Linked DNA regions of Mus musculus: all the other regions are linked to region 1. The links are chromatin contacts, called in public promoter capture Hi-C maps. All regions are on one chromosome and are shown on one strand. The core of a region is the stretch at or near the end of the contact, and the rest is flanking DNA. Distances in the headings are between cores, read along the strand shown.

The links. Promoter capture Hi-C pulls out the DNA fragments that hold promoters and counts their contacts. Capture Hi-C pulls out chosen DNA fragments and counts their contacts.
Region 2: a promoter capture Hi-C map of liver shows a contact between it and region 1, with 2.6 times the contacts expected there. The contact joins the promoter of Mthfd1 here to the promoter of Vti1b in region 1. A contact is called at or near these places in 1 of 39 promoter capture datasets (liver) and 1 of 115 datasets of contacts at active chromatin or transcription factors (astrocytes).
Region 3: a contact with region 1 is called in a promoter capture Hi-C map of cranial neural crest. The contact joins the promoter of 4930426I24Rik here to the promoter of Vti1b in region 1.
Region 4: a contact with region 1 is called in a promoter capture Hi-C map of pre-B cells, with 2.5 times the contacts expected there. The contact joins the promoter of Plekhg3 here to the promoter of Vti1b in region 1. A contact is called at or near these places in 2 of 39 promoter capture datasets (liver and pre-B cells) and 1 of 115 datasets of contacts at active chromatin or transcription factors (embryonic forebrain).
Region 5: a contact with region 1 is called in a promoter capture Hi-C map of hippocampal neurons, with 3 times the contacts expected there. The contact joins the promoter of Sptb here to the promoter of Vti1b in region 1. A contact is called at or near these places in 1 of 39 promoter capture datasets (hippocampal neurons) and 1 of 115 datasets of contacts at active chromatin or transcription factors (astrocytes).
Region 6: a promoter capture Hi-C map of liver shows a contact between it and region 1, with 2.6 times the contacts expected there. The contact joins the promoter of Med6 here to the promoter of Vti1b in region 1. A contact is called at or near these places in 1 of 39 promoter capture datasets (erythroid cells) and 2 of 9 other capture datasets (adipose tissue and liver).
Region 7: a contact with region 1 is called in a promoter capture Hi-C map of liver, with 2.5 times the contacts expected there. The contact joins the promoter of Churc1 here to the promoter of Vti1b in region 1. A contact is called at or near these places in 7 of 39 promoter capture datasets (the C10 cell line, the HPC-7 cell line, hippocampal neurons and 3 more) and 1 of 115 datasets of contacts at active chromatin or transcription factors (astrocytes).

What each region holds. Positions count from the first base shown.
Region 1 is chr12:79,169,993-79,174,216 of GRCm38.p6, reverse strand. Vti1b (vesicle transport through interaction with t-SNAREs 1B) reads left to right here and starts at 1,759. Exons shown (of 6, transcript NM_016800.3): 1 at 1,759-1,997. The coding sequence starts at 1,883.
Region 2 is chr12:76,253,189-76,257,412 of GRCm38.p6, reverse strand. Mthfd1 (methylenetetrahydrofolate dehydrogenase (NADP+ dependent), methenyltetrahydrofolate cyclohydrolase, formyltetrahydrofolate synthase) reads right to left here and starts at 2,181. Exons shown (of 28, transcript NM_138745.2): 1 at 1,869-2,181. The coding sequence starts at 1,909.
Region 3 is chr12:76,402,090-76,406,313 of GRCm38.p6, reverse strand. 4930426I24Rik (RIKEN cDNA 4930426I24 gene) reads left to right here and starts at 2,320. Exons shown (of 4, transcript NR_166810.1): 1 at 2,320-3,157; 2 at 3,419-3,519. Hspa2 (heat shock protein 2) reads right to left here and starts at 2,138. Exons shown (of 2, transcript NM_001002012.1): 1 at 2,025-2,138; 2 at 1-1,785. The coding sequence starts at 1,780.
Region 4 is chr12:76,531,288-76,535,511 of GRCm38.p6, reverse strand. It overlaps Plekhg3 (pleckstrin homology domain containing, family G (with RhoGef domain) member 3), which reads right to left and starts at 1,952. Exons shown (of 19, transcript NM_153804.4): 1 at 1,694-1,952. Mir5135 (microRNA 5135) reads left to right here and starts at 2,300; the gene lies at 2,300-2,378.
Region 5 is chr12:76,708,823-76,713,046 of GRCm38.p6, reverse strand. Sptb (spectrin beta, erythrocytic) reads left to right here and starts at 2,500. Exons shown (of 36, transcript NM_013675.3): 1 at 2,500-3,112.
Region 6 is chr12:81,592,782-81,597,005 of GRCm38.p6, reverse strand. It overlaps Med6 (mediator complex subunit 6), which reads left to right and starts at 1,998. Exons shown (of 8, transcript NM_001347384.1): 1 at 1,998-2,066. The coding sequence starts at 2,045.
Region 7 is chr12:76,763,818-76,768,041 of GRCm38.p6, reverse strand. It overlaps Churc1 (churchill domain containing 1), which reads right to left and starts at 2,504. Exons shown (of 4, transcript NM_206534.2): 1 at 2,404-2,504. The coding sequence starts at 2,442.

The DNA of each region.
Region 1 (4,224 bases), core at 510-3,009:
ATTCTAGATTATAACTGTTAGAATTAAATGAAAGTAATTGTAGCTTAAAGAAAACACAGTTATGCAGTTATTTCCCATTCTATTGGATGCCTGTGTCCCAGAATCACTATAGTACACCTAAAATGCAAGTGTCGTTAATTTGGTTTGTGATCACCAGACCAATCATCAAATCATTTTCTACTTACGTGACACCGACCAAAGGTCACTGTTTCCACATCTCTCGGTCTTGGCAGGAGCTCCTTTTTATATCTATTTCTGCGACAGAAAGATAAGACTTGGGGTTGAAGAAATGTCACAGTTCTTTGGATCACACACAACTCTTAACAGCATGGCAGGCAGCCCACCTGTAACTCCAGCTCCAAAAGACCCAACACCCTCTTCTGGGCTCCACAGGCAGGGCACTTGCCCTCACATGTGTTCATACATATTCAAGTATAAATTTTTTAATTTTATGTTTTTTGGGCATGGTTTCTCTATATGGTCTGGCTGTCCTGCAATGTGCTCTGTAGACCAGGCTGGCCTCGAACTCAGTGATCCATCTGCCTCTGTCTTCCAAGTGCTAGGATTAAAATTGAACAACAACACTCTTGAACTACCTTTTAATTTTATAAGAAAAATATTAAGACTTCGCACCACTGCTAACAACATCAGACTTTGTCATCCCTGCACACTGCGTTTTGTTTTTATTTTTTCATTGAATTTAACGGTTGGTGGATTCAAGCTTGTAAAACCCAGGGCTTCAAAGACAAAAATCACCAGGAACCCACTCCCACACACACCTTAGAAGATGGACTATAGGATTTGCTTATGCTAGATAAGTGTTGTACCCCTCGGTAACACCCTTTTATATATATATATATATATATATATATATATATATATATATATATATATATATATATATATTTCCATGTATAAATATTGAATCACCACGAAAACTTTTGTGAGTGGGCCCTTTGTTGGAAACCCTGCCAACAGTATACACAGGGGTTTATATCTATGGAAGGACAGAAAGGACTTCGTAATTGTTGATATATTTCACATAAGGGCAGATAAGATGGGTCTGTCTTCCACACCAAATCATACATTACCCAAGGGCAGAGACAAAATTACTTTGATCAATATATAACTTTGGTTTATCAAAATGTCTATTCTTAACATGTTGTGAATGAGAACCCGGGGCAGCCTAATGGTCTGGACTGGTTCAGCCGCTAAAAGCTGTGGGTATTCTGGGATCACACTGCCCATTTTCCGGTTCTGAAAACATGTGACCCTGGCCACTTAATCTCTCCACTTTTATTAGAGTTATACCATCCGAGGGTAGGCAGGCCTCTGCTCATCTATCTAGGGCTGAGACTGAACATTTAGACGGGATATGAAGTCAGGTGGCAGAAGGAACTGCGATGACAGCGAGGGGCGTGTGCTAGCCAGTCTGCGCAACACCGCTGGCACTCCGGGCCCTCCCTGCACGGCCGTCCTCCCTCACTTAACTACAATTCCCAGTATGCACTGCAGGACCGGCGGGCCCGGATGAGGCGGCCGAGGCGCCAGTCCCGCGGGCTCCCTCGGGCCCTTCCCTTTGGTACCTCCTCTGTGCCCACTGTTTGTCTCCAGGTCGGAGCCACCGGCTCGTCTTGGCGCGAGACCGCGCCCCTGTAGTAGCTGAGTGTCGTCCCCGCCCCGGCTTCTTGTCAGGCTTTGGCGCCCGGCGCCCGTGCAGTGACAAGCAGGGGGAGGGCGTCCGGCTCCGAGGACCCCGGAAGCGCCTGATTCCGGGAGGCCGAGGTGCGGCTGCAGTGATGGCTTCGGGGCTGGGCAGCTGATTGCTGAGGTGGGAGTGGGCCCAGCGCCCGGTGGCCGCAGCTCACGCGCAACCTGCGCCATGGCCGCCTCCGCCGCCTCCTCCGAGCATTTCGAGAAGCTGCACGAGATCTTCCGCGGCCTCCTTGAAGACTTACAAGGGGTGCCGGAGCGGCTGCTGGGGACCGCGGGGACAGGTGAGGCGGGGGCGGGACCAGGCCGGGAGGACTCCGCAGGGTGCAGGATCCCAAACACCGACCCGGGGCTCCCCGCTTCCCCTTTGGGCACGCCCCCTGCTGCTGTCGGGCCCCGGACGCCCAGGGTGTGCTGCCTCTTGTGGTGACTGGGGGCGTGCAAAGGGATAGACATTAGGATGTCCTCTCCTAGCGAGCCTTTAGTTATCTTCCTCTCCCAGTAGCATAGGGCATTCTTCAATCTGTGCTCCTGTGACAAAACAAAAAACAAAAACAAAAAACAAAAAAAACCCTTAATTTGGAGTTGGGCATGTAGGAGTTTGGCATTTTGGTAGGCAATGAAATTTTAAAAATAGTTGTAACCATGGAGATTAGCTTATATGTGAGACAGTGGCGGGAGGTGAGGGGAGGAAGACAGCTACATTGGAGAGGAACCGGAAGTCTCACATTTAGACTTTTTTGACGTACTAGGGTAAATCCTTAAGGAACATAAGCAGCGGAGTAATGTGGATTTCATTTTAGAAGCAAGGCGGCGGATAGCTGGATAGAGGATGTGAGAATGGCTATAAGAGACTGTGTTAGGAGCTTCTATGACAGTTGACTGGGTAAGCATGCGAATCTGGAGAGTGAGCATTAAATCCAACAGGTGGTGCCGAGATTTATGAGACTGGTGGATGTGAGGAGGAAGATTGAGAAGGGGCCGTGTCTTCTCACGTGATCAGTTGAATGAATGAACTTAAATAAGAGGCGCATACTCGTTTGAGCTGGAGATGAGAATGTCTACCTGTGCATTAAAGATAACAGTGTATGACAAAATATTTTTCTGCCATTCAAGAGATTGCCAGTGGTGAACACTTTTAATCCCAGCACTTGGGAGGTAGAAACAGAATCTCAGTGAGTTCAAGGCCAGCCTGGTTTTACACAGCAACACAGAGTTCCAGACCAGCTAGATTCTTCTATCTTGAGACTCTATCAAAAATTAAAAAAAAAAAAAAAAAAAAAGGAAGGAAGGAAAGAAAAGAGTTCTAGAGTCAGATTATCTAAGTTACATACACCTTTTATTAGCTATGTGACTTTGCAAGTTATTTTAACCAAACTAGTTTCCACTATAAAGTAAAACGTAGCATCTGACTTCATGGAGTTTTTGTGGGGAGTAAATGAGATATGTAAAGCTATTAAAAACACCGTCTGGCAACAGTAAGAGCTACCAGCTATTATTAATATGTGTTTGTTGTTTTATTTAGAAATATTAGCTCTCTACACAGTTATTCTTAGGATGCTCTTTTTGCTTGCTTGTTTTTGTTTTTTTGGGTTTGTGTTTGTTTTTCAAGACAGGGTTTCTCTGTGTAGTCTTGGCTGTCCTGGAACTCTCTCTGTAGACTAGGCTGGCCTCAAACCACCTGCCTCTGCCTCCCAAGTGCTGGGATTAAAGGCTTGTATTGCCATTGCCCAGCCTCAGAACACTATTTTCTAATGTACTCATCACTTTGCATATTTATGATACAGTGTATTGTTTTTGTGTTACTAGGAAAGTAGTTTGGAATTGTAGTCTGTGAATCAGCCCATCAACACCATCTGGGAACTTGAGAACTGCACATGCTCAGGCCCCATTCTGACTCACAGAATCCAAAGCTTACGGCAAGCAGTCTGCCTTAACTACACTCGAGGGATTTCTAGTGCTGGCTTAAGTTTGAGAGCCAGTGAACTGGAAATGAAATAGTATTTTTGTTTGTTGTTTGTTTGTTTGATCGTTTAGCATGTGTCCTAAACTCCCTGGAACAGTACACAGCACATCCTAGGTATCTGACAAATATTTACTAGATATGTTTGGGGTGGTGGTGCATACCTTTAGTAGCACTTAGGAGGCAGAGGCAGGGAATCTCCATGAGTTCAAGGCCAGCCTAGAGTACACAGTGAGACCCTTTCTCAAATAAACTACATATTGTATTTGTTAAATTATTGTAAAAATCAATTTTTGGTTGTTAAAGGTCTTAGAAGGTCTATGAGGTCTTAGAAGAAAGTACCTGGGTATTGAAGCAGAATAATTTCTCTTTTTTTTTTTTTTCACATTTTCATTACTCTTCATATTGATGTATATACATTGGTTAAAACAACCAGAGTGAAAGAGATACTTATTTCCCCAAAGTATAGTCTGTATTCTCATGGCCCTTGAAGGGTAGCTGCCACCATGTATCCTAATTTAGGAGGGTTTTGTGGCAGTAACAGTTTT
Region 2 (4,224 bases), core at 932-3,431, 2.9 Mb after region 1:
TTTTTTAAAAAACATTATTTCTGTGCATGTGTATGTGTATAAGTGTATGCCATGCCTGTCCGTGGGTACCCAGAAGGCATCTTTCCCTTGGAGCTGGAGTTACAGGCAGTTGTGAATGGTCTGAACAGGGTGCTAAGAACTGAACTGAGTTATCTGGAAGAACAAGATGTGCTCTCCTTAATCCCTGAGCCACCTCTCCAGCCACCACATTAAGGTTTAAGAAAGGGGAAAAAAGCAGGCATGGTGATATATGTCTTTAATCCCAACACTCAGGAGGCAGAGGCAAGTAGATCTCTTTGAGGTCAACCTGGTCTACAGTGTGAGTTCTAGGACAGCCAGGGATACACAGAGAAACCCTGGCTTGAAAAACAAGCAAACAAACAAAAGTCTGATGTAGTGGTCCAGACCTGTGATCTCAGCCCTTGGAAGTATAAGCAAGCACTGAATCAGCAGTTCAAAGCCAGAATCAGATACATTTGAGTTTGAGGCAAGCCTGGGTTACCTAAGACCCTGTCTTTTAAAAAAAGAAAAAGGAAAAAAAAAAAAAGAAAGAAAGAAAGAAAAGAACTTGTATATATTATGATTTCTAGTCCAAAAATCTGGAGTTCTTCCTTGCCTTAGTGCAAGATTCACCATTTAATTTATATTTTTCCTCTTTTTTCGCAATCTTCAACAAAAGCTCTCTTTACTCTAGAGTAGGCTTCACCATCATTCTCTCAAGGTCTCTTGTGACAAAACCAAGTGTTTACTGGACACTTACTGCTAGCCCCAGCAGTTAATAAATAACCAGATACCTAATGTCGGAAAAGCAACCTTCAGCAAGTTCACAAAAACAGACCTTTCTCTCTCCTCAGCAGTCCCCAACACTCACTCCCTAAACAAAAAGCAAGGAATGTAGCCCAGATGTTATGCACACTTTCGGGCTCCACACTTAGGGGCTCAATTCCCAGCCCTCTCTCCCAAACAGCAAAAGGGTGCTACTCTCTGGGACGACACTTGGCAAACATTCCCACTAGTTAAGCATTTAAATCTGCACGGCCAGAACAGGTGGTCTGACGGAATATGGAATAGGGTCAGCACACAAGAGCCAAACTGAAAAGTAACTTTAGCGCCAGGACGGATAGGTAGGCTGTTAAAGGGTAGAGCAAGCGAGCGCTGGCGTAGTAGCTGAGTGGTGCGGCGCTTGCCTTGCCTGTGCGATACCTTGGAAGTGAAGCCGGCGGGGTGAAAGAGAAAAAAAGACAGCATTTGGTGTAATGAGGAATGCGCTGAATTAGAGGAAACCCTCTAGGCCAGGTGTGGTAGCCCAAGCCATTAATCCCAGCACTCAGGAGGCAGAGGCAGGAGGGGATCTCTGTGAGTTCAAGATCAGCATGGTCTACAGAGTAAGTTGCAGGACAGCCAGGGCTCCGTGGAGAGACCCTTTGTCAGAAAACAAACAAACAAAAAATTAGAAAGAGACCCTCTCTCTGATTTGACCAATCACCCGTGTCAAATCTTGCCACAACCGAATCACCACCAAATTGCCAGACAAGCGGCTATGCTGGGTTTCTGAGGTTGGACTCCTCAGGTAGCCCGTGTCTAGGCAGAATGATGCCAGCAGCTACACTTTTGAGAACAAGGTCAGGTCAGGACTTGCCGCCAAACCTAGGAATGCAGCCACCCCAGGCAGTCTATTGCAATTGCACATTGGGCCGGGCATGTGTTTCTCTGGCTTCAGGAAACCAGTCTTCAGATTCTAGGAGCCCGTGTCGATGTCCTCTCTTCCCGCAAACCCCATCTAAGCACCTCTCCTGCAGAGCCCAGGCGCTTGGGGATCTGCACGCCCTGCTCTGAGCCCACCACCACTATCACTGGCAAGTACTTACGCAGAAACCAGTTTCCCGTTCAGGATTCCCGCTGGTGCCATGGCCTTTGCTAGTCTGCCACCCACGGTGAACACCAGCAAAAATCAGGTTCCAGTCGCTCCGCGCGCGCAGGACAGCACAACCCACGTGCTCAGGGACCTCCCGGGAGAAATCAGCTAGTGCGCCTGCGTCGCGCTCAGCAGCGAAGGTGCGCAGGCGACCCGGAAAGACGTCGTGACCCGCTGACAGAGGAGGCCCAGGAGCGTCTGCGGGAGCCGGTGGGCCCAGGCAGCAAGAGGGTTGTCACCAAAGACTGGTTGGCGGCAATGACTGGCTGCGGAAAGAGCCTGTGTGGAGCCCGCCTCTGATGAGCCGGGAGCTTCCCGCCTCGCTTTTAGCCAATCAGAGATAGTGTGTAGGGGGCGCGGTGGAACTGGGCGGAGTCCGGGCAGGAATGGGCCTGTCTGAGCAAGTTTGCGTGACCTAGGTTGCGGCGACAGAGTCCTGCAAAGCAGTGTGATTTTGGATCGTACTGGCTTCTCCGGGCAGGATCTTGGAGGCCTTAAGCTGATTCCGGCTACTGACCTGGAGCAGGCAATGCGGCTTTCCACGTTGTCATAGGCCCTAGCTTTCAGAGTGTGGTGGGGAACACCTGGGATAACTGCCTCTCTGTTACCCTCCTAGCAAGAGTGAGGCTATCCTTAACGAGGCAATTGTGTCCCTCTGGTTAGCCATCTGCGGAGGAAGCACTCCAGGGAATTGCTTTTCCACCAGCCAGAGTAGAAATTTGTTTCCGGGGAAAGAGATTTCAGAGATCACCTTGCAGGACTGAAGCCAAGACAGTAATGGACAGGTCCACACCTCGACCTTCACTGTTCAACTCTATATCAAGTCTGACTCTTTACTTAAACCTCAGTTTCATATTAGAACTCAGAAGATAAGACTTCTCTTTGTCCCTCTTCCCAATGTGGCCGTATTGAATAAATCTCCTTTTTCTATATCTTACCATTACTTGTTTAATCGACTTATTAAGGATGGTGACTAACCTGGTTTATTAGATTCTCAGAGCCCAGGGTCTGGCTCGCAATTCTAGTAACAGCAGGGACGATCAATCCACAGCCTTGACATAGAGACAAGTTCGCTACTACTGAACCCAGCCTTCCATAACTAAAACCTGCTATCCTCCCAGGGTTGAAGCCCAAAAGCAGGCTCAGCCCAGCAGCTAAGAGGGACCTCAGAGCAGAAGCGTGGGGCTTCATCAGCGTGAAGGGAGCAGAGTTCAGGACGAGTGATCCTCTGGTCTCAGCGGACCAAATCAGTATTGAAGCAGAGACTACTTTGTTCATCAGCTAGATGCCAGCAAGGCTGGCATCCCTCCCCATTTGCCCTGGTGCAGAAATGAGTTTGGCCATGTCCTCGGGAGCCTGGTGGTAGAGGAATACATCAGAGCCACTGCCTTGACTTTGCTTTTTCTGCCGCTGGAACTGGGCTGGATTCTTACTGTTGGGTTCGAGGTACAAGCCGAGAAAACTTATTTCAGACTCAGGAAGCTTAAAAATGAAAGCTTTATTCTCTGAGCGCTCAGGAAGGCAGCCAGTTCAGGACCTGAAACATGTCCCAGGAAGGATACTGTACAACATTTTAAAAGGATGGGAACACAAAGTGAGAAGTGAGCTGGGGTGAGCTGGGGTGAGCTGCAGTGTTATCCAATTGTATTTTGGTTGACATTTTGGCTTAAGCAAGGGAGTACCCGCTGGAGACTGGGTGAATCCAAGGGACCTGACTTCAAGGTCCTTAATTCATTCTCCTGAACTTTAGGTCTGGAGCTCAGAGTGATAAGGGGACAAAGGAGCTGATCAGCTGCATGTAGTTAACTAGAGCAGGACAGGTGATTGGTTATATATTTTTATAACATATGTACCTTGGTTTAGAAAAACAGCAATTTCTATATTCTTTACCTGTTAACAGACAGTTAAGAAAACATTTGGAGAAGTGGGGTAGGTGTTCGCTCCTAGGTTGTTTGACCCTGCCAACAAGATGGAGAAGTTGTCCTTGAGATGGCTGGATTCAGACAACTGCCTCCTTACAAGCTGTCCCTGAGATGTCTGGATTCAGACAGCTGTTCACAGCAGAAGCTGTTCAGCTATAGGGAAGTCCCAAGCTGCCCTAGGGCCTGGTACATTGGATTTAGTTTTTCCCTATAAATGCTAATCTGTAAACAAAATGTTAGTTTTTAGAATAAGTTTCTTTGGCTCCTTCCCAACATTACCGTTGTCTGGCTACAGTTTCCCCACATTGTTCTACAGATAAGTCCTTCCTTAGAACATCACCACATGGCTATGGATTTAGCAACCATTGTTAGAGTGGCTTGTTTCAA
Region 3 (4,224 bases), core at 1,071-3,570, 2.8 Mb after region 1:
CATCTTTCTCTGCCATCTGGTTTCGGTCAAGCCAGTTGATCACCTCCTGACACTTGTCGAGGATCTTGTTTTTGTCCTGCTCGCTAATCTTGCCCCTCAGTTTCTCGTCTTCCACGGTCTGCTTGATGTTGTAGGTATAGGACTCCACCGCATTTTTGGCTGCCACGCGATCGCGATTTGCTTCATCTTCCGATTTGTACCGCTCCGCCTCCTGCACCATCCGGTCAATGTCGTCTTTGCTCAGCCGACCCTTGTCGTTGGTTATGGTGATTTTATTTTCTTTACCGGTGCTCTTGTCGGCAGCAGTGACGTTAAGGATGCCGTTGGCATCGATGTCAAAGGTGACCTCGATCTGGGGGACCCCACGGGGTGCTGGGGGGATCCCAGTCAGGTCGAACTTGCCCAAGAGGTTATTGTCCTTGGTCATGGCCCGTTCGCCCTCGTACACTTGCACCAGCACGCTGCTCTGGTTGTCTGAGTAGGTAGTGAAGGTCTGCGTCTGCTTGGTGGGGATCGTGGTGTTTCTCTTGATGAGTGGGGTCATGACACCGCCAGCTGTTTCGATGCCGAGCGACAATGGAGTCACGTCGAGTAACAGCAGATCCTGCACATTTTCCGACTTGTCGCCGATGAGGATAGCCGCCTGCACAGCGGCGCCGTAGGCCACCGCCTCGTCGGGATTAATGCTCTTGTTCAGCTCCTTGCCGTTGAAGAAATCTTGCAGGAGCTTCTGGATCTTAGGGATGCGGGTTGAGCCGCCCACCAGCACTATCTCCTGGATCTGGCCCTTGTCTAGCTTGGCATCGCGCAGCGCCTTTTCCACCGGCTCCAGGGTCCCTCGGAAGAGATCGGCGTTGAGCTCCTCGAAGCGGGCGCGGGTGATGGACGTGTAGAAATCCACGCCCTCGTAGAGCGAGTCGATCTCTATGCTGGCCTGCGTGGACGAGCTCAGGGTGCGCTTAGCGCGCTCGCAGGCGGTGCGCAGCCGGCGCACAGCGCGCTTGTTGGGCCCAATGTCCTTCTTGTGTTTGCGCTTGAACTCCTCCGCCAGGTGGCTGACCATACGGTTGTCGAAGTCTTCGCCACCCAGGTGGGTATCGCCGGCCGTGGACTTCACCTCAAAGATGCCATCCTCGATGGTCAGGATGGACACATCGAAGGTGCCCCCGCCCAGGTCAAAGATGAGCACGTTCTTCTCGCCGCCCGCACAGCCCTTCTTATCCAGGCCGTAGGCGATGGCCGCTGCTGTGGGCTCATTGATGATGCGCAACACGTTGAGGCCGGTGATGGTGCCCGCATCCTTGGTGGCCTGGCGCTGCGAGTCGTTGAAATAGGCAGGAACAGTGATGACTGCGCTCTGCACCTTGCCCCCCAGGTAGGCTTCGGCGATCTCCTTCATCTTAGTGAGGACCATGGAAGAAATCTCCTCAGGGAAGAAGGTCTTCATCTCCCCTTTATATTCCACCTGCACTTTGGGCTTCCCACCTTCGCTCACCACTCGGAACGGCCAGTGCTTCATATCGGACTGCACTGTGGCGTCCTCGAACTTCCGTCCGATCAGCCGCTTGGCGTCGAAGATGGTGTTTGTGGGGTTCATGGCCACTTGGTTCTTGGCGGCGTCGCCGATGAGACGCTCGGTGTCAGTGAAGGCCACGTAGCTGGGGGTGGTGCGGTTACCCTGGTCGTTGGCGATGATCTCCACCTTGCCATGTTGGAATACCCCCACGCACGAGTAAGTGGTGCCCAGGTCGATGCCGATAGCCGGGCCGCGGGCAGACATCCTGACTGAAAAAACAGGCAAAGCAACGTTAGGACGAAAGCGTCAGGAGAGGCAAGCGCAAGCCGGGACCTGAGCCAACGGTCGCTTCTCACAACTCTCCACGAGCGCGACTAGCGTCTCCCGGAGACCTCTACGGGGCTTCTGGTTCTTATAGTCCCCTCCTCCCTGCCTGCTGGAAACTCTCAGAGCCAATCGGTCCCCGGGCCCGCCCGCTCCAACCCGTCCGGCGCTCCCACAGGCTTGCCTGGTCGGAGTGACCAGCCGGTGGTCCAACTGATATCTAGTTGGGTGAGGCGCTTGACGCCAGCCTTGGGCAGGGAGACCAAGGGGCGGCCGTTATGCAAATGAAGCCCCGCCCAGTGCCTCCAGCCGCTTTGGGGGCGTTAAGCTCGCGCCAGGGGAGCCAGTGTGAAAGCCCCCTTTCCCGTTCTCTTTGCCTTTTCTAAAGCGTGATTCGCTAACATCTTTCAGATTGGCGGGGCAGATGCCCAATGAGCAGCGCAGAATCCGAAGCGTGTGGCAGGGAGGCGCGGGGCGGGGCGCGCGGAGGCAGCACGGAAGGGGCGCTGGCCTCCGAAAGGGTTTCTGTACCGTTCGGTGTCGGGTGCCGCCACTGACTCGGCTCCCGGGGCCCGAATTCCTTCTAGGGCGGTTGCATCGAATACAGAACGGCTGGGATCGGTTCTCGCCTTCCCTGCCCCTGCTGTTCCTGTAGCGGGGACTGGGGCTGGGTGAGGGGCGGTTCCAGGGCGGGGACTGCGAAGTTGGGCGGGTACGAGTCAGTACCCCTCCCCCTTCCCAGCGCGTCTCAGAAAGTGCGCGACCGGGGAAGGATGCGGGGTGCTTACCCGGGAGGCGGGTGGCTTCCCGCGCAGCGCGAGCGGCTACGGCTCGCGAGCCGCCTCCGCCCAACTTTCTCCCTCGGCTTTCCTAGTTTATTTTCTTTCAGGCGCCCTAATGGGCGGTTTTGACTTCTTGGTGGCACTGCGTAATAAGCCAGTGTCACCCCTCTGACTCCCGTCCCCGCACGCGTGATCTTGTTAAGGAATTAGTCCTTTTGCGCGGAGTTCGGTTGAATGAGAAGAATAGGTTGGCAGCACAGACTTGTGAGAGGAAGTAGATGAAAAAGAGTCTTTGGCACTTGTTTAGCCGGAATCTGAGAATAATTTTGGAAAGTATTCTCTGGAACAAGGGGGTGGGCAGAAGCTGGCTCCTGTAAAAGGACTCCCTACAGGAAAACGGAGACCTGTAATGTAGAACGACCGCCTCGCCTTACGGATGGGAAGCTGAGGACAGTCGTCGCTGTAAAACTTTGACAGGTGCCCAATATGAGATGAAAAGAACAAGGGAAACGGGCCTAAGTCGTGTGATAAGGGGGTAAGCCAGTCCGGTGACAACAGAGGGCAGGGAGGGGCACACAGAGCCTGAGGGGAAAACATCAAAGCATCCCTGAGGAGGTGACATGCCTAACTCCTGCAAAGGAGAGTAAGAAAAGCATTCTTTATCGAGGTTGAGGTGGTGGAATGTGGGCGACGAGGAGGGCAGAAGAGTTCAGAATTGAAGATTAGAATCTGGATATGTTAAGCAACTTTTTGTGCTTTGGGGTGTTTGTTAGTTTGTTTGTTTTTGTCTTCGAAGCTCCAGGAAAGAAGCACCCCTCTGAAACTGGCCAGTAAGTCGTGTGAGACAGTGATGGAGAAGACAGTATGAGAAACATGAAAGTTTTCGTTGTCTAAAAGGTAATGTTGACAGAATTCAATAAAAAACTTTAAAAGAGCTTTTGATTAAAAAAAAAATTATCTGTGTGTGTGTATGCAATGTGGTGCAGAGGCCAGAATTAGAGACCCTAGAGCTAGAGTGACATTTGGTCCTGAGCCACCTGACACAGATGCTGGGAACTGAACCCAGGTCCTTTGGTGAAGCAGTAAGTGTGCTTACCCTCGGAGCCATCTCTCCAGCTCAGAGTTCTACAAAACTTAATCGGGAAAGTTTTAAAGATTCTTTCTATTCCTATATGTAATTTACAGTTTCAAAACCACGTTTGCCATTGGCAACTGCAGTTCTCTATTTTCCATGAAAGAAACTGAAGAAAAACTTGAAATAGGAAAGGATTAAAGAAAATATCAGACCATATGTGATAGTCTGTGCTTATATACCCAGCTCTGGGGAAATTCAGCGAAGAGGAAGAGAGGGGATGGAGCTGAAGGGATGGCTCAGCTAGGAAGGGGACTAACTACTCTTGCAGGGTCCTGGGTTCTGTTCCCAACATGCATATGGCGGTTCACAACCACCATTAACTCCAGTTCTAGGGAATGTCACCACTCTCTGACGTCCTTGGGCTTTTGTATTCAAGTGCACATAAACTCATAAAGGCACGCACATACATACATACATACATAAGTAAAAAAATAAATAAACCTCAGGCAAGCAGATGGTACACATCC
Region 4 (4,224 bases), core at 703-3,202, 2.6 Mb after region 1:
CTATGATATTACAAGCCAGAGAGAGTGTAAACTGCCACAATTGGCTCCTGGTGTCCACCATCTCCTGTGTCACACATGGGGTATAACCAGCAAACATGTAAGGGCTCCTTGTAGCCACTACACAGCTATTTTTTTTTTTTGATAGGAGTTTATGGACTACTTCTCATACACCCTTCTCCCCTTTATTGTTACCACATCCCCTATAAAGAAAAAAGGCTGCTCTGTATGGAAACTGAGTCAGAAAAGATAAGTGAGTGAGGAGAGGGTGAGATCTGGCTTCAGGCCAATCATGTAAGAAAAAAAGCCTCAGACCCGATCAGTCTCTGATGTGACGCAATACAGCCAGCATTAAACCTCTAGCAAAAATCCTGTCGGACTCTCAGCCCAGTGGTCTTCCCACTCTCCTAGTCGGGCCACCTCTGATAAAAAGTCAATAGAAAAGCCCCAAGGCCACTCTAAAACAGACTACCACCCTTATCAGCCCAGACTAAGTGAAGGGGTGAAAGCGGATTTCCAGCACCAGCGGGAAAGTCCAGAGAGTGCGGCCAGCAGAGGCAAGCAGGCATTTAGTAGTCTGTCTACATGAGAGATGGGGTCTGTGAGCCATCCAGTGAGCCCAGAACCATAAGGAATAACAGCAGCGCCACAGTTGGCTTTCTGGTATTTAGTCCCTAGGTTTTATGCTGAGCATCTATAACACAAGATTCCAGTTTAGCAGAGGGACTGGGGAAGGCCAGGCACAGCAGGGAACATCGCCTCTCCCTCTCAGGCTGTCATTTTACTCCACACTAATTATTTCTGAAGGGTTCATTGTGACTGGAATGCACTCTTGAACAAGCACAGTTTGGAAGACTGGGAACCCTAAGACTAGGGTTCTCTGTAAGGTGCTCTAGTACTGATCGGTTGCTGGGAGGGTTAACAATCTTAACAGCCCTTAATCTACCAAGAGTTTAGCGACTCTAGACGATATACTCTCACCCAACTTTTAGCACCACCTCGCAGCGCCGCTTTCTCCACCCTCCAACCATCATGCGGCTTGTTCCGGTTTTTTTTTCCCCCCTTTGTTTTCAAAAGTAGCCGCAGAATAAATCGTTACCACCAAAGGAGCATCTTGAACGACTGAAGCTTGAAGCTTCCCAAATCAAAGGTCTGAGAGAAGGGTGTGAATAACCAAACCAGTTGAAGGGAGTGAAGGAGAGGCTGTTAGGGGCAGCATCAAGGGGCTCTAGATTTGCAGCTCCTGGACACTTGGCTTCTGACACCCACTCTAATCCTCCTGGACATGCAGCTGAGATTCCCAGAAGCACGGTGTGGCACCAACCCAGAACAGACTGAGTGCCTGCGCACTCCTGGGCTGGCGGGACCAGAGGCGAGTCCTTCTAGAAGAGCCCACAGTCTCAGGCAAGCACTAGCCCACGGGCGTCAGGGCACACAAGGAAGGGGTGGCGGGAATGTCGAGAGCTGCCCGGATTTCAAACTCTGCAAAGCCTATGCTGCTTTGGTTTCCGGGGTGGGGATAAAAAGTGACTCCCCTTACGACCTTCCCGCGACCCAACCTCCTCCGAGTGTGTCCGAGGCAGCTCGGGGCCAGGTCCTCATCCCACAGAGGGCTAGCCTGGGGTCTCCGCAGAGCGCTGCCACTCAGCCAATCGAGCATGGGCAAAGAGAGAAAGGCAAACCTAGGGACACTCACCAAGCGGTGGCCGCCCCGCCGGCTCGCGACGCGCCAGGCGCGCGGGGCTGCCCAGGTGGCGCCGCGAAGCGGGCTCGAGTTTGAAAGTCGCTCTCGGAAGCGGCAGAGGCCGCCGGCCGCTCCCGCCCACGGCTGGCCGCCCCGCGGTCCCAGCCTCTGCTCGCTGCGAGCACCAGACGCCGGGGGACCCCCGAAATGCGCACGGTTCCCCAGCACCGGGCAGGAAGTTGCGGCCGGAGTCCAGGCTGCGGCGGGAGGGAGGGAGGGAGAGAGAGAGGGAGAGGGAGGGAGCCAGGGAGGGGCGGACCAGGAATGTTTCCAGTGGGTGGAGACTGCGCTCGCGGCTGCGATCCAGCAATTGGCGGCTCTGGGGGGCCCGGGGGAACCTTCGCGGCGGTGCGAGCGAGCTGTGGCTCCCGCTGTAGACAGCGGCCGCCGTGGCTAATGATTAACGCGCGTGGCCCGCCGTGTGGGTCCCGCTGGCCGCCTCCCCTTGCCACCTGGAACTCTGGGATCCCAAGGCGCACGTGGTGGGGTTACTCTAGTGCCACCGCCCTGATATCACGCCGAGAGGGCAACGAAAGCCTCCAGACCAGGTTCCGACCAGAGAGGACTCGGAGCCCAGCCACCTAGACTTTCCCAGGAGAAGCGCAGGTCTAGGTGGCAAGGGCGTCCTGGTCCTACTGGAGCAGGTCACCACGACCGCTGAGTCAGAAAGGCACGTCTCGAATTCCTCGCCGAAACTAGGTTTCGGTGGCTCTTTACAGTTGTAAAATCTTACCTTCTGAGGAGAAAGAGATAAGAAGCGCATAACTTGGGGCGGGGCGGGGCGCGGCGCTCAGTGGGACTGTTAATGAGAAAAACTGATCGAGGAACCTGAATGTCAGTGGACCCCATTTTGAGTGCGATCTATCAACAAAAGGCATGTACCGGGAAATTAGGGGATGGGAAAATTGGGGGATGATTAGCACAAGCACATAGAATACAAACCAGTTAGATTTTGAGCAAGAACATAAATCTTTTGTGTGGTTTTTGTTTTTGAAGCAGGATTTCAATTATCTGAGACTGGCAGAGGGTAATCTTGAGAGTAATGGTTCTCCACCCTCTATCTCCGGAGTGCTGGGATTACTGGTGTGCACCACCACGCCCTAATTATTGTTTTTATTTTATTTTTTGATTTGAAACAGGCCCACACTTTGTAGCCCAAGCTAGCCCAGAACTCTTGAGTGATCCCCCAGAGTGCTAGAATTATAGGTGTGCGCTACTACACCTCACTAAGAATAAATCTTTCATTGGTAAAGATCTTAGGGGAGGTAGCATTAGATGCTGTCCCCAGTACGCACCATGAAGAGGGGTAGGAGATGGGAGCCCAGTGTGAGATCACAGAAGAAGTAGGACTCCTGCGTTAAACGATGGCACCAGGTTCTTGGAACAGGAATGGAGAATCGACCCCAGTAACTCAGCATTTAGACCGCCAAGTGTAGACAAGTGAAAATCCTAAATAGCTTATAAAATCCCCTCCTCCACCACTGCCCTCAAAAAAAAAAAAAAAAAAAGCTGCCCCAGGGAAAAGCAAGCACCTAGTGATTTACGGGGAGGGGCGGGGCAGAGAGAGAGGAAATGGCTTTCAGGTGACTTTGAAACGGGATCCCTGGGAAGAGTAAAGATTAAAGTAGTCCTTGCTCCTGACTGCGGGAGGGCCAGAAAGTAAGGCTCACGTTACTTAGTCCACAGGTTAGGCTTGAAGAGCGGCAGACTAGAGGACAGCACTGGTGAGAAACAAGATTACCCGGGAACGGGGGAGAGAGATAAAACTACGGGGTGGGATGGGAAAGGGAGAAGCCCCACTCCTTCCCACCTCGAACTTTCTGGGTTTCTGGTTTCTTCTCTAATCTGTTAAATCTTACCAGTCCTTTCCTACTAATCTTAAACTCCCAACTTCCAAAGACGTCCCCCAGCCCCAATCCAGAGATTTAAAACTTTTGAATGTATGACTGGCTCCTTAGCTAGAAAAGAAAAATAAAATGTTGATGATAGTAATGGTTAGGGAATGGTGCTACCAAGTGCACTGCACTTTATAATCACTAAGGCAGGAATACACTTACTCCCATTTTGCAGGAAGAATACTGAGGCTCTAAGGATGGAGCAGTCTGGCCAAGATCAATTGCATCAAGGGGCGTAGTCTGAGGGGGCGACACTGGAGTGCTTACTGTGTTAACCTTTGAGCATTTTACAAGAACAATTGCGGTTACAGGAGAAACTGAGGCTTGGTCATACTGCTAGTGGGTGGTAGAGCTGGGAGTTTCTACCCACAGGGAAAACTGCATTTAGCCAGCCAGCTCTTTCTCCACTTCCTTCTAGACACTTGTTAGTCCATTCTGAACTTGATTCTAAAGCCTCGAGTTGTTTCTAATTGCTTTAATTTATATGCCCATTTCCTGAAAAGATTGTAATCTTACTATGCAGAACTTGTAAGAAGCATTCAATAAGGCCATGCTGGAGCCAGATGAAACAAGCAAGATTTTATAAAA
Region 5 (4,224 bases), core at 1,251-3,750, 2.5 Mb after region 1:
TTTAATTCAAAGTGGTTTACTTAAATAGCTTTGGCTTTGTGGTTCAATAAAAATAGCATATTTGGGCAGCACAAATTAATCTTAAAGGGTTGGGGGAAGGCATAAAAGCATAAAATTGGGGGAGGGAGGTTAAAGAAAAGGGAGTGGTTCTGAGAAGAGCTGGGGGAGTGAATATGATGCAGACATGTAAGGAATTCTCAAAGAACTGTGTGTGTGTGTGTGTGTGAGAGAGAGAGAGAGAGAGAGAGAGAGACTATGAAGGAGAAGGAGACTAGCAGACATCCCCCTATAGTTAGACGACTCTAGTGTCCTTACTTACATCCACCCCCTTAGCCTCACCTATTGATTTCAGCTAGAGCTGGGCACTCAGTCTCTGAAGGCTTCCTCCCAAACCTTGGCTCACAGCATCTACTAAAGTCTTAAGCTCTCCCTTCGGGTCCCAGAACTCTTCCAAAGCTGCAGATTAACTAGGGAAGCTTACAGGGAACCTTGGAAATCCAGGTTGTCAAGATGGGCAGGGACAGTCCTTTGACCAATGAAGATGAAGGTCCATCTTTATCTCCTGTAGAGAATTCTCAACGATACTTTATAGATACTGTACAGTTTTCTAAGAAGGCCCCTGAAGACGCTCTGTCTCAACAATGACCTTGATAGTGAACCTTTCTATCAGTGTCCCCCCTCCCTCCCCCACACTGTCCCGAATTTCTCATTCCTGTGCTTGTGCAATGCCCTTTCTCTCTGCACTTCTAAACTTCCTCTCTCACTGGGCTCTGATTTATCATGTCACTGTAACTCTATTAGCTGGGAAGCATTTGGGGATGTTGTCAGGATAACAGGATCTGCAGCAAATGAGGTTGTATTGAATTATTTATCGTTCAGCTAAAGTCGAGATAGCCACAGCAGAAGAGCTGGTTTGTAAAATCTTGGACTAATCTGTCTGTTGCTTTGGAGCGTTTGTCGTCGTCATATTCATTTTTTTCTTGTGGTTGAAAATTATAAATTTGAACGCTCCAAAGGAAAATATGTGTGCAACCATTCAGTTCAGAGCCTCAAGCCTATAGCTAAGAATTATCTGTTTCCTCTAATATATAATTACGTAGCTGCAAAGCTGCAATTCTGGGATTCATGAATTTATTTAATAAGTTTATTCACACACGGTTTAAAACACATAAATACATAATTCCAACCCTCCCTTTTTCTTTCAAAAATAGATCAAGGATTTCTACTTGTGATATCTAAGTCTCAGCTTTTGAAGTTGGCCTGTTTTTTGTTTTTGCCAGGAATTAGTTCCTAAAAAGATGATTTTGAACTCAACAACAAGCAAAGCAAATGGTTTGGGGTGGTGCTGGAGGATATTGGGGAGTCCCAGGGCCTTTGGAGTGCTAAATGTGTGCTTTGCTTAAGATCTACAGCTCTTGCTCACTACAGAGAATTGCTAGATGGTCTGAGTGGGGGAAGGAGGTGGGAGGTCGCTGTTAACCTCTAGGATAGCCCAGGCCGGTGTGTCATTTTCCTTGTAATACTGATGCCATTTGGGAAATTAGTATGTAATAAGAACTCAGGCAAAAGGGGAGGGAAGAGTTCTATGGCTTTTTAATACCTGTGGATTTTGTCCCAATTAGCATTTTTACTGTCCAAATACCTACTCTCAAAAGAAGTGTGACGGCAGCAGGCAGTGAAATATCTTTTGCGTACCTTTAATACCCAATACTAAGCTTGAACATCTGGCAACTCAACACACTTTGCTCATGAATCCTAGAAAACAGCGTAATTATACACTCAAGCAAACAAGTCAAGAGAAAGGCTGTTTCCTGTTAAGAATTCCGGGGAGCATCAAAGTTAAAGCTCCCTTCTGCATCTATGCTCTTTTTAATCGCCACTGGTGTCTCCATTACACTTGCGATTACCCGGGTTGATAGTCTGTGAGAGACCATCCCAGGCACAGCGTATGGAGGGCCGCCCCTCCCCCCCCCCCATAAAAATAAAACAAGGAAAGGTACAGCAAGGCACGCAACCAACATTACAGAGCGATGACCTTGTATTGTTAAAAAGTCAAGGAAATAGCCTGCCTTGCAAGCCGCCCGTGTTCGTCCGTGTGTCACCCTCCCTAGTCGCAGATGTACTTGACACCCTTGGTTCTAGCATCTCCTCTGGCCTGCTGTACACCACCCTACCAAAGCTTGCAGTGAGAAAGCAGGGTCTTGCCCGGAGACCCGGGCTCACAGGATGGTGCAGGTGGGCTGGTATGCTGGCTTGCCTGTTGATTATGGACCCTGCAATATGCAACTGTAGGCTGAGCGCCACCAACCAGCACAGCCGGGTTCTCCGGGACAGTACCTTGCTTACAAGCAGGAGCCGCGGCCTCCAGCCCGCAGGCTGGGGGCGGGGGCCTCGGCCCAGTGCCCACCCCCTGTGCTCCCAGCGTCTGCTCCTACTACCAGCCGGTTGTAGCCGGCCGGGAGCGCGCTTTCTAACGTAACCCGCCCGCGGGAACAATCTGTCCCTTCCAGCCTATCTCCGGAGGGGCATTACAGCCGGGGCGCCCTCCTCACCCACCCTATGGCCTAAACGGGTCTTTAGATGTTTTTTCAAAACCAGATCGTAGTCTGCAGGGACGCTAGGCGGGAAAGGCTGGGAGGACTCCTTTTCGCCGCCAGCTTGCGGCTCCGGGCACACAAATTAGGCCGGAGCAGCAGAGTCGAGTCCTCTTCCCGTGGCAAGGGGCTCTGTGTGTGCGGGATCAGGGGAGGTGAGAGAGGACCCTGGCGTCCCAGGTCCCAGCGGCGGCGGCGCTAGCGGCTAGGCAGGTGCCCCCGGGCGCGCAGTCTGATTGGCAGGTGCAGGAGTGGGTGGGGAAGGCGGGCCTGGCGCTGCGGGAGGCTGCAGCCCCGCCTCCCCGCCCCCGCCGCGGGACTATCTGGTCCCGGCAGCAGCGATGTCCCCCGGCAGGAATGTCCCTCCTCAGATAATGTTATTTATATCTCTGGGCGGGTCCGCGGCTCCGCTGCACCAGGCGCCCGGCGGCCACTGTGCCAGGAGCCCCGTGCTGCCCTCCTCCCCCTGCGCCGCCGCCCCCGGGCTCGGGGTAGCCGCCGCTTCAGCCCCAGCGCAGGTGAGTCCCCGAGGGCCGCGCGACGGGAGGGAGCTGGGTGCCCCGGAGCCAGCGCCGGGGAGTGCGGGGCCCAGGGGGCGGGTGACGCGACAGCCCGGTGGGGGCCTGGCCCCGGGTGCCTAGCACGGGGCGGGAGGGGTGAGGAGCCCAGGAGGCCCTGGCGGCTGCGGCAGTCGTCACCCCGGGACGCGGGAACCCGCGTGGGTTTCGCAGGCGCTGGGCGAGCAGGGCGCTAGCTTTGGGAAGCCAGCTAGTAGAGTGTCGCCGTGGGGCACGGGGAGTGGGTTTGGGGGGTTTGTGCTCTTGGCCGCCTCCCCCAGGACCCTCGCCTGGGAGCAAAGTTGGGGGGGGGGGCTGCCTGTCGTCGGTCTAAGGACTGTCCGCGTCTGTGCCTCCTGCTGCCTGGTTTCTCAAACCCCCGGGCGTGTCGGATCCTCTTCTGGAACTTGGCTAGCGCGCTCCAGGGCTGCCCAGTGCCAAGGCTGGGAGGACAGTTCAGGGCAGCAGAGGGGGCCGGGCCTCAGGATGTCAGGCAGGACGTGCAGAGTGGCCCAGTGTAGACTGAGAAGGGAGAGATCAAGTGTCCCAGGACTATACTTCAAGGACCCCCACCTTTTCCCTTTGAGTTCCTTATCTCCAAGCTACTGCCCACTCTACGGTTACCCTTCGTGCCAGTTCCAGCAACTTGGCCCCGGAGAAATAGCAGAAAATGGAAGAAACAAGAGCTCTAACACAATCCTCAAGTCCCACCAACTTACCCAGACTTCCCAAAGGGGAAATAGCTACGAGGCTTGAGTACAGTTTCCGTGACAACAAGCCTTAGGTAGGGCCTTGATTTATAGTCTATTAATATCCAAACCACTGTTTTCAGTGAGCAATTAGAGGTGCTACAGTTAATAACACCCTTAACTCACTGAAGGGATATGGAAAGAAGCCATTGTTTTAGATGCATCCGGCAGGGTGGGATGGGATTATATAGTGATGGTCTCTTTTTTACTAAGAACTTCAGTGGGGAGAGGATACGGCTGTCACCTCCACGCTAGGAGGCAGCCACACAAAACCCCTGCCTGTGCAATGGATGTATATAGTTCAGTTTCCAAGGGAGGTGATTC
Region 6 (4,224 bases), core at 749-3,248, 2.4 Mb before region 1:
GGTCCTCAGGGCGGTGCCACACCCAGGCACACCAATCGTGAATGTTCTAACCTGTGGGCTGCATCACATAAAGCTATTTAGCTATATCCTATAAAACTTGCTGTTTCCTGTTGAAACTGTCCACATAAAAACAAAAGAAACAAAGAAACAAACCAAACAGAAAGCCCTCTGGCAGGGCCCTCGCCAGGCTGCAAAATACAGTGAACTTCTCCAGTCTGGCTTATCATACGTTCTGTGTGTTGCCACAGCCTTTCCTAATCTTCTAAAGACATAAGGAAACAAGATCAGTGAAACAAAACCCAAAAGCTTGCCTTTTCCTGCTGAAACTATCCGAATAAAAACAAAGAAACAAACCAAACAGAAAAGCAGAGCAGTTTGGACACACTTCTTTGTCATTTCCGGTATAAAATCCTAGTTCACAAATTGAAGTGAACAAGAAATATGTTTTCTCTGGATGTGGTGGCCCACACCTTTAATACCAGCACTTGAGAGGCGGAGGCAAGTAGATCTCTGTGAGTTCAAGGCCAGCTTGGTAGCCTAGTCAGCAAACCAAGTTCCAGGACAGCTAAAAAATCTTGTCTTGAAAACCAACGTGTGTGTGTGTGTGTGTGTGTGTGTGTGTGTGTGTGTGTGTGTGATGTATTTATTATGCTGAGAATTTAAAATGTGGAATTCTTTGATCTGTGAGTCGAAAAGTCCCAGTTAAATTAATGGTTCTCCTGCCTTGTTTGTGGATTCTGGTTACATGCTGGGGGAGCCTAGGTAGTCCTTAGTTTTGTGAATTTAGGTTCCTTCCTTCAGGTTTTGGGGTTCTCCTCTCAGTTTCTGTATCTTGTTTGTAAGCATCTCCATCATTTTGCTTTTAGAAAACCACACTAGAGACAGAACGTTCTGTTGTGGGTTTCTATGGCTTCCTCACATCACAGAATTGTTCCCTGCCTTCAAGTGTTTAGACACTACTCAAGGAATTCCTCTTCTCTCTCTCTCTCTCTCTTTTTTGTTGTTGTTTTTTCGTTCCTTTTCTCTCATTTAAAAATTTTATTTATTGATTTATTTATTTATTGATTTATTTATTTATTTATTTATTTATTTATTTATTTATTTATTTATTTATTTATTTTGAGACAGGGTTTCTCTGTATAGCCCTGGCTGTCCTGGAACTCACTTTGTAGACCAGGCTGGGATTAAAGGCATGCGCCACCACGCCCAGTTCCTTTTCTCTTTTTAATCTTGTTAATAATTCACCCCTGAATTCCCTTCCTATCTCTTGAAATTTAGTCATAAAATGCTACAGGTTTTTAACTGGTTTAGGTTTTTAGTTGGTTCAATAACAGGAATAACAAAGTCTCTTGATTTTCTCTGCTTGAGATAAGGTGAAAAACGGAGCTCCTAAGTCTAACAGTTTGTTTTTATACTCATGAGGTTTTTAAAAATACTGTCTCTGTGTGTAGTCCAGGCTGGCCCCAAATTTGTTATGCACTTGGCTCTGCCTCCTGAGAGATGGGATTACAAGTGAAAGCCTTGGTTTAGAGAATTTTAGAATGTTAGTAGTGAGCACGAGGCAGCGCTCTGTTTAACCTCTTTACTTGTAAATGAAATTACTTTCCCCACTGTTTGGGCCTAACGCTTTGCTTATTTTTTGTTTGTTTGTTTTGTTCTGGCTCTGTTACTACAACCTCTGCCAGCTGCAGTTTGGCATCTAAGCGAGGGGGTCATTCTTTATCTTCTTACTCCACAGGTCTACAGGCCCCGCCTTCCCTGCGCCATCCTTCTGCGTGTCCCAATCCCCTCCCCTCCCCGCCGCCACCCTGTGACACGCCTTCTTCTTTCCCGCCCGTGTCCAACGACCAAAGCTCAACCCGGCTCCACCCACTTTAGGTCTCATCCCCGCCCCCAAACACTTTTTTTTTTTCCTGCCGCCGCGCTCCGCGTGAATACTTTTGACCTCCCCGCTAACCGTACGGCCGGCAGCCTCCGCTTCCGTCGCGGTAGTCATCGCCTTTACTGTGCGCCGGAAGGAGGCTCTTATAGCGCTTTTGGAATTATGGCGGCGGTGGATATCCGAGGTAATTAATTTTATGCTCCCCTTACCAGATTGTGGTTTACTGGGGTTTCATAGCTTGCGGAAGTCAGCGTTACCCTCTTTTGTGAGGTCTCTCAAGTTCTTCTGAGTGGCTCCTGGATACCCTAAGGCTCTAATCTAACGAAAAGGGGTCGCGCTTTCCCGTTTTCTGACGAGTCTCTTTAAAAGGGTAGATGCGGAAAAACTAGAAACAATTTAGGGGTTTCTCTCACAATGCTGGGCGTTATGTCGGGGCGAAGGGATAGCTTTTCGGAAGAGAGAAGTGGAATAAGATAAGGGCTGATCCCACCTTATGGGTCCCCGGACAGAAATCCCCGTCTTCTTATTAATAATTTTAAATTTTAGCCTATAATACCTTTCACTTATCATTCATTCAGTGGTTGCCTTCGGCAAGCTGAGCAGTAGAGGTATATTTTCATTGAGTAAGAATAAATAAATGAATGGAGACTCAACCTCTTACTAGCTTCTTGGTCGGGTAGCATTTTGTTTAGCAGTTTGTTTTTGCTTGTGTATATTTCATTCTTCCTCTTGGCAATTTCATACATGTACATAGTGGATTGCTTATTACTTAGATTTGTTAGCGTAATTGTAATGTGTCTGGTGTTTAGAGGAATGGCAGAGAAGCTGGCATAGGGAGGAGATGTAGAAGAGAAGATCTGGAAAGATAAATGTGAGAGAACAGTCAACAGGGACGGCATATTCTGACTTTGTCTTTTTTTTTTTTCATTTACGCATTTCTTTACTAGATCATTTTAGCTGCTGACAGTAGTGTAAAAGTCAGGGATAGAATTAGAAACAAAAAAAGGAAAACAAAACGAAACCAGGGCTTTTCTGGGATGGACAGAAATTAGAGGTAGCTTGGAAGAGTGATGACTGCATTAGTGAGAAGGTTAAATCTGCTTGGTTTTTGGTATATTCTGTTTATGAAGTGATCACAACTTACCTTTTATTTTCAGACTTGACTTTTCATTTCAGTTTTTGTAGATGAATGTCCATGGATACATGAGGCTGTTTAAATTGATTGAGATCTGTGAATAATAAAGTAAGTCATACTTGCCTTGACCTTCAGGCATGGATTGGAAGCATTTAGTGATTATTATGCTCATTCCTGATGAATAAAAACTCACAATTTAGTGGGAGCAGATTATCTGTGATTCTGGTTATGGAATAAGAATTAGTAATAAGGGGGCTAGAGAGATGGCTTAGCGGGTTAAGAGTACTGATTGCTCTTCAGAGATCCTGAGTTCAAATTCCACCAACCACATGGTGGCTCACAACCATCTGTAATGGGATCTGATGCCCTTTTCTGGTCTGTCTGAAGATAGCCACAGTGTACTTGCAATTATAAAATAAATTAATTTAAAAAAAGAATTAGTAATAAAAGTATATAAATTTGCCATGAGAACAGAGAAAATGCCACCATTACTACTGTAACAGTTATTGGGTTACAGTGTGCCAAGCATTTAATGTGCATAATATTGTATGTATAATTATAGATCTTACCTACCTACCAATGGTTAGTTAATAGATATGGACATGAAATGGTTATGCCTGGTAATGGCAGAAAGATAAAACTTTTTTAAGGAAAAAGTTATCGTTTCCTAAAGCAGCTAAAAGAAATGTACATTTTATGGTAAATGGAATTGTTAGTAGGATTAGGAAATTTAAATCATAGTCGTGGTTTTCCCTGTGTTGCTCTTCATTAGCAAAGATGCCTTTTTCCAAAAACATTATTTCCTGGTTTTATATATTGTGACTTTACCCATATATATTTGTGTGTATACACACACACATACACACACACACACATATATATAAATGGTTGGTATTATTTTTGTTAATATACTTCATTTGTTCCTTTTATTTTATTTTATTTTATTTGGTTTTTCAAGACAGGGTTTCTCTGTGTAGCCCTGGCTGTCCTGGAACTCACTTTGTAGACCAGCCTGGCCTTGAACTCAGAAATCTGCCTGCCTCTGCTGGGATTAAAGGCGTGTGCCTAAACGCCCATCATTCCCTCTATTTTAAAACACACAAAGCATGATTTTTTTTTTAAAATTGTTTTAACATGTAACAACTTTTTCTCATTTGATTAATATTTCACGGGATTGCTTGTCACTTTGACCTAGATCTGACTTCTT
Region 7 (4,224 bases), core at 1,255-3,754, 2.4 Mb after region 1:
GTTATGTAAAAAAACAAAAAACAAAAAAAAAACAAACAAAAAACCCCCACTTCTTATATTCCAGAAGCCTCTCTCCGACTTTTTGTTGTTGAGAGATTTACAGTTATTTCATGTATATCAATGCCTGCCTAGTACTCATGGAGACCAGACAGTTGGATCCCCAGAACTGGAGTTATAGACAGTTGCTAGCTGCCATGCCAGGAACTGAATCCAGGTCCTTTGCAAAAGCACCAATCACCGAGCAATCTCTCTGGCCCCTTATATAACCACTCTCGATCATACTCTGTCTAGCAGCCATCAACACAATGTCTTTAGAGTAACTTCTTGTTTTACCAACCAGGAAAGTCTTACTGTAATTTAGTCTGCTTCATTTAAAGCTGCACTTCATGTGTTCTTTCGCCAATACTGTCAGACTAAAGTCAGGCTGCTGTATCTGATTCTAGTGCTCCCATTGCTGTAATTCTGGGTTCTTTAACGTCTGCACTACTGACACTGGGGCATACAGACCTTCGGTTAGATGGCTGTCCTGTGCACTGCAGTATAATACTCGGTCTCTACCCACTAGATGCCAAGGAGCGCCTTCACTGTGACAATCAAGTGTCTCTAGATATTGCCAAACCGCTTCCACTTGAGAGCTGATACTCTAAATCTAATTCACACTCACAACCCTACTCTTTATATGAGTACACTGAAGCTGTCTTCAGACACACCAGAAGAGGGCATCAGATTCCATTACAGATGGTTGTGAGCCACCATGTGGTTGCTGGGAATTGAACTCAGGACTTTCAGAAGAGCAGTCAGTGCTCTTAACCGCTGAACCATCTCTCCAGCCCACAACCCTACTCTTAAGACATTTCCTTTTACGAACACGAGTTTTGCTCTGGCCTACGACAAATAATGATCTTACAAGCATTCTTATACACGTTGCCAGGAGATGAGAGCACGTGCATTTTTCCGGGATAAGCACTTCTGTGTCATTCCAGGGGACATTTAAATTTGATAATGAATGGTAATGACTTTATAAACCAAAGTGGTTGTACCATAATGAAAATTCCTCTAACATAACAATCTCAAAAGACTTACATATAACTCAAAAAAGAAGTTTTCTTTTTGTGGGGTTTTTGTTGTTTTTTCAAGACAGGGTTTCTCAGTGTAGCTCTAGCTGTCCTCAAACTAGCTCTATAGACCAGGCTGGCCTTGAACTTGGAGATCTGCTTGCCTCTGTCTCCCCAGTGCTGGGATTAGAGGTGTGTGCCCATCACTCACAAACTATTAAGAGAAAGAACTATGAGGATGTTTTCCCTCCCAGCCAACTCAAGGGTCCTTCATCTTGCTATTGTCCTGCAGATCCTTCCTCCTCTAAATCATCGTCCAAACCCACCTTATGTGGAAGGAGAACACCGCAGCCCCATTCCTGCTCAATCTTCCTTTTCACTACGTTTAAACAGCAGCCTGTCAATCCTATGCCCCCAAATTGCAAGCCCAGAAGCAGCCCCAGAGCCTTGGCAGTCACTCCTTCACAGAGCAGCCAAGCACTCTCTACACACATCAACGTGCAGTAGTGATTCCCTGAAAGAACAGTAAGAGCCAAGCCTCAAAACCTCCTAAGCCCGAGAGGCGCAAAGGCTTAAAATAAGAGCAGGGGGTATAGTTCTGTTGGCAGAGTGCTTGCCTGGTAGGGACACATGCTGGGGTCAGGCCTCAGTGCTAAGAAGGGAAGGGGAAAGGGAAGGCGCAAGGAAAAGAGAACGGGACGAGGCGGAGAGGGAGATCACAATCTAGTCTCGGCTCTCATACTTGGGCAGGTGATAGGTCCTCTCTGGGGACCAGTTCTGCCATCTTCAAACGTGGGTTAGAACCAGAGGCTGGAAGTGTAGCTCAGTCGGTGGCAAGCTTGCCTCCGCACCAAGCTCTCACTTCCATCCCTAACATTTTCTAAATTGAGCCCAGTGGCGCGCGCTTGTAATGCCAGCGTTCAAGAGGTATGTGGAAGGAGGATCAAAGTCAAACAAAATCCTCCTCGGGTACATAGAGAGTTCGAAACCAGCCTGGGCTACACAAAACCTGTCTCAAAAAAGGTGGATTTTAAAATGACCTCATACGTTCATTCAGCGACAGAATGAGGTAAAAAGAATTCCATCAAGTCGAGCTGGAGGATGAAGCCGGGATCGCGTCAGGGCCTCAGAGGCTGCTGTCAATTTGGGTGGGTAGGTAATTTTGAGGGTTCCCCGTTGTCCCCAGCAACAGAACCGGAAGGACCGCTGACGTCAGCCACCAGAGGGAACCTGCGGCCGGTACTCAGGGTCACTGGGGTGACAGGACTGCAGAGTGGGCCCCTGGCCTGTCTAGGAATATCGGTCGAACACCGAGCCTGCGAGAGGCTCTTCGCGCCCACTTGCTCACCCGATTGGGGTACTCCTTCTCCACACAGTCCCCACACATCGTCACGCAGTTTTCGGAGAACGACCCCAGCGACACCCGGAAGGCGAAACCTCGCGAGAGTTGAGATATCGATTTTGTCGCACACGATCTAAGGACTCCACAGCTGGCTAAAAGTCTCCGCCCATAGCAACGGTTGTTAGGCGGTCTCCGGGTAAGGAGGGTGCACCGAGGACTGGACTCAAAAATCTTCAGGTATTGAAAAGATCTGAGGACTCAAAGAAGTGTCGAAAAGAGGAAGAGGCTTTGAGCCTGAAAGAACTTCTAATAGGCGCCTTCTTGAATTCTGATTAAAAAAGAATTACAGAAGTACAGCAAAAAGGGGAATTGTTTCTTCTTGCCTCCATTTTTACCAGACTCAAAAAACCTGAAATGACAGTTTAAATACCATTTTGTGCTATAATAACAGATAAGAGATCAGACTTCAGAGAAGGAGTAAGCTGGTGTTTGGGAAGAGAAGCTTAGAGCGCTGTCGAGAACCTACTAAATTATTTAAATTAGATTCTTATCATACGCCTTGTACAAAAATCAATTCAAAAATGGATCAAAACCCATTATCTAAAACAGGAAACACTGAAACTTCCAGAAGAAAACATAGGGGATAGTTGTCAAGATATTGGGTTGGAGGGGCTGGAGAGATGGCTTAGCCATTAGGAACACTGAATGCTCTTCCAGAGGACCCAATTTCACTTCCCAGAACTCACATGGCAGCTCACAACTGTCTGTAACTCCAAGATCTGACACCCTAACACAAACACACATGCAGGCAATGTGCATAAAATAAAAGTAAATTTTTTAAAAAAGACACTGCTTTGGACAAGAACTTTTTAATTAGCACAGGAACACTAACACTAACAGAAACTAACCCTTAGTATCAACGGACTACACGAAAAGTTTCTATTCAGCAAAGGACACAATTAGCAGAAAAAAACAGTCCTCAGCATGGGAAACATCTTTACCAGCCATATTTCAAACAAGAGGCAAATATCCAGAATTTATAAGAATTGCAGAAACTAAATACCAAGGAAACAAAACTGCCAGTCAATAAATGGGCAAATGAATTGAATAGACACTTTTCAAAATTAAAAAAAAAAACAAAACATGGCCAATAAGTGTTCATTGTCCTCAAACATCAGGGAAGTGCAAATTAAAATTATTTTTTAGATACCCTCTCACCCCTGTCGGAATGGCTCTCATCAATAAATCTGATGACAAATGCTGGGAAGGATGTGGAGAGAAAGGAACTGTTAGTCACTGTTGGTGGGAGTGCAAATTAAAATACAGACATTGTAGAATCAGTTTGGTGACTACTCAAAAAGTTAAAACTAGAATCACCATATGAACCTGTTATTCTATTCCTGGGCATTTACCCAGAACACATAGGAATATTTACACCCCTGTGTTTATTCCTGATTTATTTACTCTACCAAGAATTAAGATCAACCTAGTTGTCTGTCAACAGATAAAAGTAAAATGAAAAATCTCTCTATATAAAAAATGGAGCTGGGCAGTGGTGCACATGACATTAGTACCAACACTCGGGAGGCAGAGGCTGGCCAAACTCTGTGCAGTTTAGGCCAACCTGGTCTATAGATAGAGTTCCAGGACAACCAGGGCTACACAGGAAAAAAAATACTATTCAGTTCTAAAGAAAAAAAATGAAATCACAAAATTTGTAGGAAAATGAGTGGACTTATAATATTAAGTAAGGTAATACACCCTCAGGAAGGAAAAAAAAGCTGTTCTCCATGATACCCAGAATGTAGTTGTTAGCATTCTAAGCTC